Regions from separate parts of the Hordeum vulgare genome. Here region 2 is linked to region 1. Evidence: chromatin contacts called from public Hi-C data. All regions are on one chromosome and are shown on one strand. The core of a region is the stretch at or near the end of the contact, and the rest is flanking DNA. Distances in the headings are between cores, read along the strand shown. Region 1 holds the start of LOC123445699 (guanylyl cyclase 1). Region 2 holds the start of LOC123445708.

The links. A called contact is a pair of places that touch in the nucleus more often than the background predicts.
Region 2: a contact with region 1 is called in a Hi-C map of seedling, with 2.3 times the contacts expected there. The contact joins the promoter of LOC123445708 here to the promoter of LOC123445699 in region 1. A contact is called at or near these places in 2 of 6 Hi-C or Micro-C datasets (seedling and an unstated tissue) and 1 of 1 datasets of contacts at active chromatin or transcription factors (embryo).

The regions. Positions count from the first base shown.
Region 1 is chr1H:465,318,178-465,320,882 of MorexV3_pseudomolecules_assembly, reverse strand. LOC123445699 (guanylyl cyclase 1) reads right to left here and starts at 1,384. Exons shown (of 9, transcript XM_045122726.1): 1 at 652-1,384; 2 at 298-425. The coding sequence starts at 780.
Region 2 is chr1H:465,525,581-465,528,280 of MorexV3_pseudomolecules_assembly, reverse strand. LOC123445708 reads right to left here and starts at 1,329. Exons shown (of 5, transcript XM_045122737.1): 1 at 924-1,329; 2 at 470-832; 3 at 64-382. The coding sequence starts at 1,121.

The sequences.
Region 1 (2,705 bases), core at 135-2,634:
CTTTCTTTTTTCCTTTGCAAAGCAACTCATGTGTTTTGCCTGTTCTTATTAACAGTTAGCTGCCCGGAGCGCCCCACTTTTTAGACAACATATTCCACAGCAACCCAACAACTAGTGTTAGCTTTGTGCTTAGCCCTTTGAACACACTACTACGTCGATAAAAAAAACTTCAAGTAATGCGGCACTACTAAATTAACATTCCTCCAGGCAGCACAACCACTGGCTCAAACAAAAATTGAAGCAGTACGGCGCAGCTAGTTTCTTAATGAACCGAATTTTGAACTGGTAAATGGAAACCTTGTGGTGCGGCAGAGCTTCTCGAGTTCGGCAATGCCGTGGCAGCAATCAAGGCCGAGGGTCCTTAGCACCATGAGCACGCAAGCGAGGCCGCAGTCCCAGGTGAAGGCCTGCTGCACATGCGGGACCTAGCACCACCAGCAAAGCAACTGAAATGTCAATGGAACCGAATGCCGCGCAGTTATTCAGCAATCCTTTCCTTACATGTACACTAACACTAGAGGCAGGCAGGCAGGCGGGCAGTGATAAGATAATTCGTACGCGCGCGCGTGCGTGCGTGCGTACAGAAACCGCGCAGCATAAACAGAGAAAGAGAGGGAGAGAGAGAGAGAGATGAGAGGGGGAGGGACTGACATCGATGAAGTAGGATCGGCGCGCTAGCGGAATCCGGCCGTCGGGGGGCAGCGGCGCGCCCGGGCCCTCGCCGCCGTCGTCTCCCGGCACCTTGAACAGCCTGTCCGAGATGAAGCAGAGGGGCCACATGACATCATCAACCGCCAGAGAGGCCGGGCGAGACTCAGGCCAGGCCAGGCCAGGCGAAGGGTTCTCCTCCTCGCCGTCCGTTCGGACGACGCCGTTAGGAGGAGGAGGAGGAAGAAGAAGAGCAGGAAGAGAGGCCCTCGGGTAAAGCCCGGGAACACGGGGAGCGCGTGGCGTGGCGTGGCGGTGGGCGGTGGGCGGTGAGGTGGGGCGGGATGGGAATCGCGGGCTGGCCGTGGCGGAACGATTGGGCTGGCTGGGCTGGGGACTGGACGGTTGATTATAAAGAGGCGGGGACGGGGAGGGGGGCGCGCGGCGGCGGCGGCGGGCACGGGCACCGGCACGGGCAGCGGAAGAATCGGTGGGATGGGGGCGGGGGCGGGGGCGGGGGCGGGGCGGCGCCTTTAAAACGGGCCTCGCCTTTCCAGAAGCCGCCGCGTTTTTTAGGTGCTCCGCGAGGAGGCCAGGCAAGCTGGAGTGAGGGCGGGGATTGGGAGGAGGGCCGGCGTCGTGGGAGGCGTGTAGTTGTATTGTACAGGGAGGGAGACGGACGGAGTGGTGTGGTTTGGTCTGGCTGGCGTTTGGGTACGTACGTCGTTCGCTGCGCTGCGCTGCGATGGTGGCGATCAATCATGCGGTGGTTGCCGGATCCGCCAAAGCCTGGGTGTGTGTGGGGCCCGGGATATGGGCGCGTGTCTTAACGCAGGATTGACTCGGAGCCGCCGAGTTGGCTGCCGTCGCTGGCCTTTGCGGTGAGCGACCCGGTCGGGCTGGGGCCAGATGGACATGGGGGCACTCTTGCCAGACTGGTCTGCGAGAGAGAACGGTCAATGGCTATACCCATTTTTAGGCGGGCTGTTGGCGTCTAATTTGGAACTTGGAACGTCTTAACACGAGGAATGGCTTTTTGGTGTGCTTCAGGGTGTGTCTGGTCGAGGGGTTTTTCATTCGTGCGTTTGGTTAGAGTGAAAACTAAAAGAATATAACAAATTATTATTTTTTCGAATAAATTCTTGCATTACTGATAGTTTAGATGTTACAATCCCGTTCTACTAGTTTCATGATCTCATCTGGTCCACAGTCTAGCCAAACAATAGTTCGACGGTACATCTTATCAAAATTAGCCAAGGCGTGACTAACATTATTACTTTTTTTTTTCCGGGTAAATGACTAACATTATTACAGCTACGATGAGCATGAGTAATGAGAGAACTCCTTTCATTCCAATGCTTGATTGAAGACATGTAACGTGATGAATTTAATTGAAGTTGCTCGCTCGTCTCTTTCATATAGCTGCTAAGATTGCATCCCATGTGAAGTAGTAGCTCTTTAGATGTTTTGTTTTTTAGTTGAGCTATTTAGATGTTTAGCAACATCTTGTTGTTCAATAGAGACCTTCCGATGGGAGCATCCTTAGATCATCTACAATCGAACCCCTTAAACCTTCCTCAAACGTTCGGCGAGGTCGTCCGGTCACTACCCGATCACGAAATTACGATCTAGACGGACATTTCAAACCAGCATCACAGTAGCAGAGGTGTGAACGCCGCGTGACGTTGCTCCGACTCCCGACATTAGCGGAGCTAGGTTCACACTATGTTCCAGGCAAGCAGTGCAACAACAATAATCCACATTGATTTTTTTTGCTACAATTAGCAAAGAACAAATCAACCACGCCCCAAGGCAAGGCCATGGCTGTCTAGGGCCTAGAACCACCTGTGTCGCCCAAGGTCAGGGTCGGTCGGCGCCCCCAGCCCTAGCTCATTCGCCTCCTCCTTCTCTCCATCTCCACCAAAGCTCGTCCACCTCCTCTCGCAGTTCCCTCTCCGTCACGATGGTTCGGCGGCTCATCACCACCTACGCACATCTCACTCCGGAGCGACGCCTACAAATCGAGGTGGAGATCCAGGCTCGTCGCGTTGCCCGCA
Region 2 (2,700 bases), core at 80-2,579, 210 kb before region 1:
CAACCAACCTCGACGAACCAACAACCAAAACGGGCAAGCAAAAGGCACGAGGGAGGGACGCACTTGGCTTTTTCTTTGGCTCTGCGGGGAAGCCGGCCGGGCGCGGGAGGAAGACGCCGGTGCCGGCGCGCTCGCGCTTGGCCCCTGGCGGTGTGAGGAACACAGCGCGCATGCCGGCGGCCGGGGGGTGGGTGGGACGGGGCGCCGGCGTGTGCTGCAGGTGCGTTTTCAGCAGCGGCGGGAACGACGCCGGGCTCAGGTCAATAGGACCGGCACCGGCTCTTTTGGCTTCCGCGTTACGGCGCACGCTCCAGGCGGCGGCTGCGGCGAGCTGCCTGTCCCTCTGCTGCTTGAAGAGCTGCTGCTGCTTAAGGAGATGAAACTGCAGACATAACACAAACGCAAATGTTCAGGAAAGAAAAGCTTCAGGTGGTAGGCGCAACAAGAATTTATTCAAATTGAAACTCACCCTGGCAGCATGTATCTGGCGCTGCGTGACGAGGTGAGCGAAAGGGGGGTAGTACACGCCGCCGGCGGCCGTGCCGGCTGGTGCAGGCGCGTGCGGAGGCGAAGCCTTCCTGGCTGGCGGCACAAACATACCGCGGCCGTGCAAGCCGTAGGGGTTGCCTGGCACGGGGATGGGGCTGTTCACGCGCATGCGGGCGGCATGGCCTTCTGCCTCGTAGAGAACGTCCCACGGATCAGCCGGCTGCTGCTCCAGCGGGGACGACGGCGGTGAGTTCCCCTGAGACGCGCCGCTGTTGGGGCTCTCCTGGCCGGACTTGGGCAGCCCGCACAGCGTCGACTTGGGCGACCCCGCAACCACCTCCTCCTGCCAAGCAAAGAAGCGAACGGTGAGGAACTTGCGCAAGCACGCATAACGAGCCACACAAGCAAGAAGACGAAAGAAGCAAGAAACGAACCTTGGCAGTCGGGGCGGGGAGGCCATCGCCGGCGAGGAGGCTAGCGAGGCGGCGGGCAAGGCCGGCCAAGCTGTCCTCCTCGTCGCTCTCGCTCCGCGCGGCCACCGCCGCCTTCTCCTCCTCGGAGAAGAAGTCGTCGTCCAGGAACTCGTCGGGCAGCAGGAACTCCTCGCCGCCGTCGGACCACTCCACCGCCATTTGCTCCACCTTGAAGAAGAATACTCGCCCGTGTAATCGGAGCGGCAAGGCCGGCCGGCAAATGAAAGGAGGCGGGCGAAGGAGGTGGGGCGTGGTGTGCTTATCAGGGGAAAGGCAGGGGTGGGGGTCGTGGGACGGAGAAGTAGAGAGCGGGGAATGTCGATGGGCTGCAGCTCGGGTGGGGTGGGGGTGCAAATGCTGCTCACCCTCTCTCTCCGTTGGGTTTATAAAAGAGAGGCCAGCGACGAGATTTGTGGGAAACGAATTATTTTCCTTCATTAAGTATTTATTTTTATGGCCGTGCATTTTTGTGAGTGGAGTGAGCTGTGACATGACGGTGTGTGTGAACTGTAGACTGTAGTAGTAGAGCCTGTGGCTGTGGGCTTGGCTCAAGTCCCACGTCGTCTCCACACCATTTCTAAAGTGCCTTTCCGGAAGGAAATGCGCTCCGATTTGCTGCACGGATTGTTAAACGGTAGTTGAACCGATTCCACAACCAAATCAGAGTAGCGGGAAAAGCAAGTTTTCTCCGTATGGCCACCCAAAACACTGAAGGCGGCCAAGGTGGCAATGTGAGCCGGCCAGCGTCGTGCTACAGGTGCAACTAATTCAGCTGAGGTTGGCTTTTTCGCGGGGTTTTTTCTTTCTCTGCGGTGGTTGGTTTTTAGGACATTAAACCGGGCGTGTTGGCGGGGAGTAAAGAAGCGGGCGGGGTTCTGCGATGCGGTCACGAGGATTGCATCACTCGTCAGGACGAGACCTTTTTTTTTTTCCTAGCCTTCGGGAATTTAAGTTGTCGTATTTTTTGTACGAATACAGCGCATTAAAGTCGCGGGCGCTTTAAAGGCGGGGTGCGGTATACGGAGTGCAAAAGGAGAAGGGCGTGGGTTGATGGCGTGATGTTGGGTACGGGCCGGAGTAGGAAAACGTAAAAAACTGCTGAAGTGCACAGCGCGCCCGGTAACCTGCCGCTGTAAAGCGAAGTGGGCGGCCGATGCGATCCGGAAGACAGGAGTACTGCACTGGTAGTAGTCGTACTTGGCCCAGTGGTTCATGGCGGCGCCGGAATGGACATGGCCCGGTAACCCGGCGAGAGTGACACCACCCTGTCGGAGCGGTGGGTCGCCGTCGATCGGCGAGGAGTGCCCATCCATGACCCATCCACCGCTTGGTGAGCCTTTTTTTTTTATTAGGCGTAGCGGAAAATGCTTCTTTTGATTTTTGAAATGCTTGGTCGCCACTTTTTTTCATCGCCGGCTCATCAGAGCCCCCGCTTTGGAAGTTCTGGATAAGAGGGGCAGAGGCAAACGGGAGAGGGGGTAGTACGATGAGGAGGGACCACCCCCCAGCGTCTGCCCGGGCCGGACCCGGGACCCACCTGTCATCGCCTGGAGGGGCGGCTCTCGGAATCCTGTGAATCTCCGCCGGGCCTCTTTTATCACCGTGAACAGGACGCGGGAGATACCCGCACCGCAACGAGCTCCGATGGGCCCCGCCACATCGCTCTCGCCTGCGGCCCACCTTCATTTCGCTCCTCTGCCGCTTCGTTGGGCCTACCCAACCGCCACTACCGACGGGG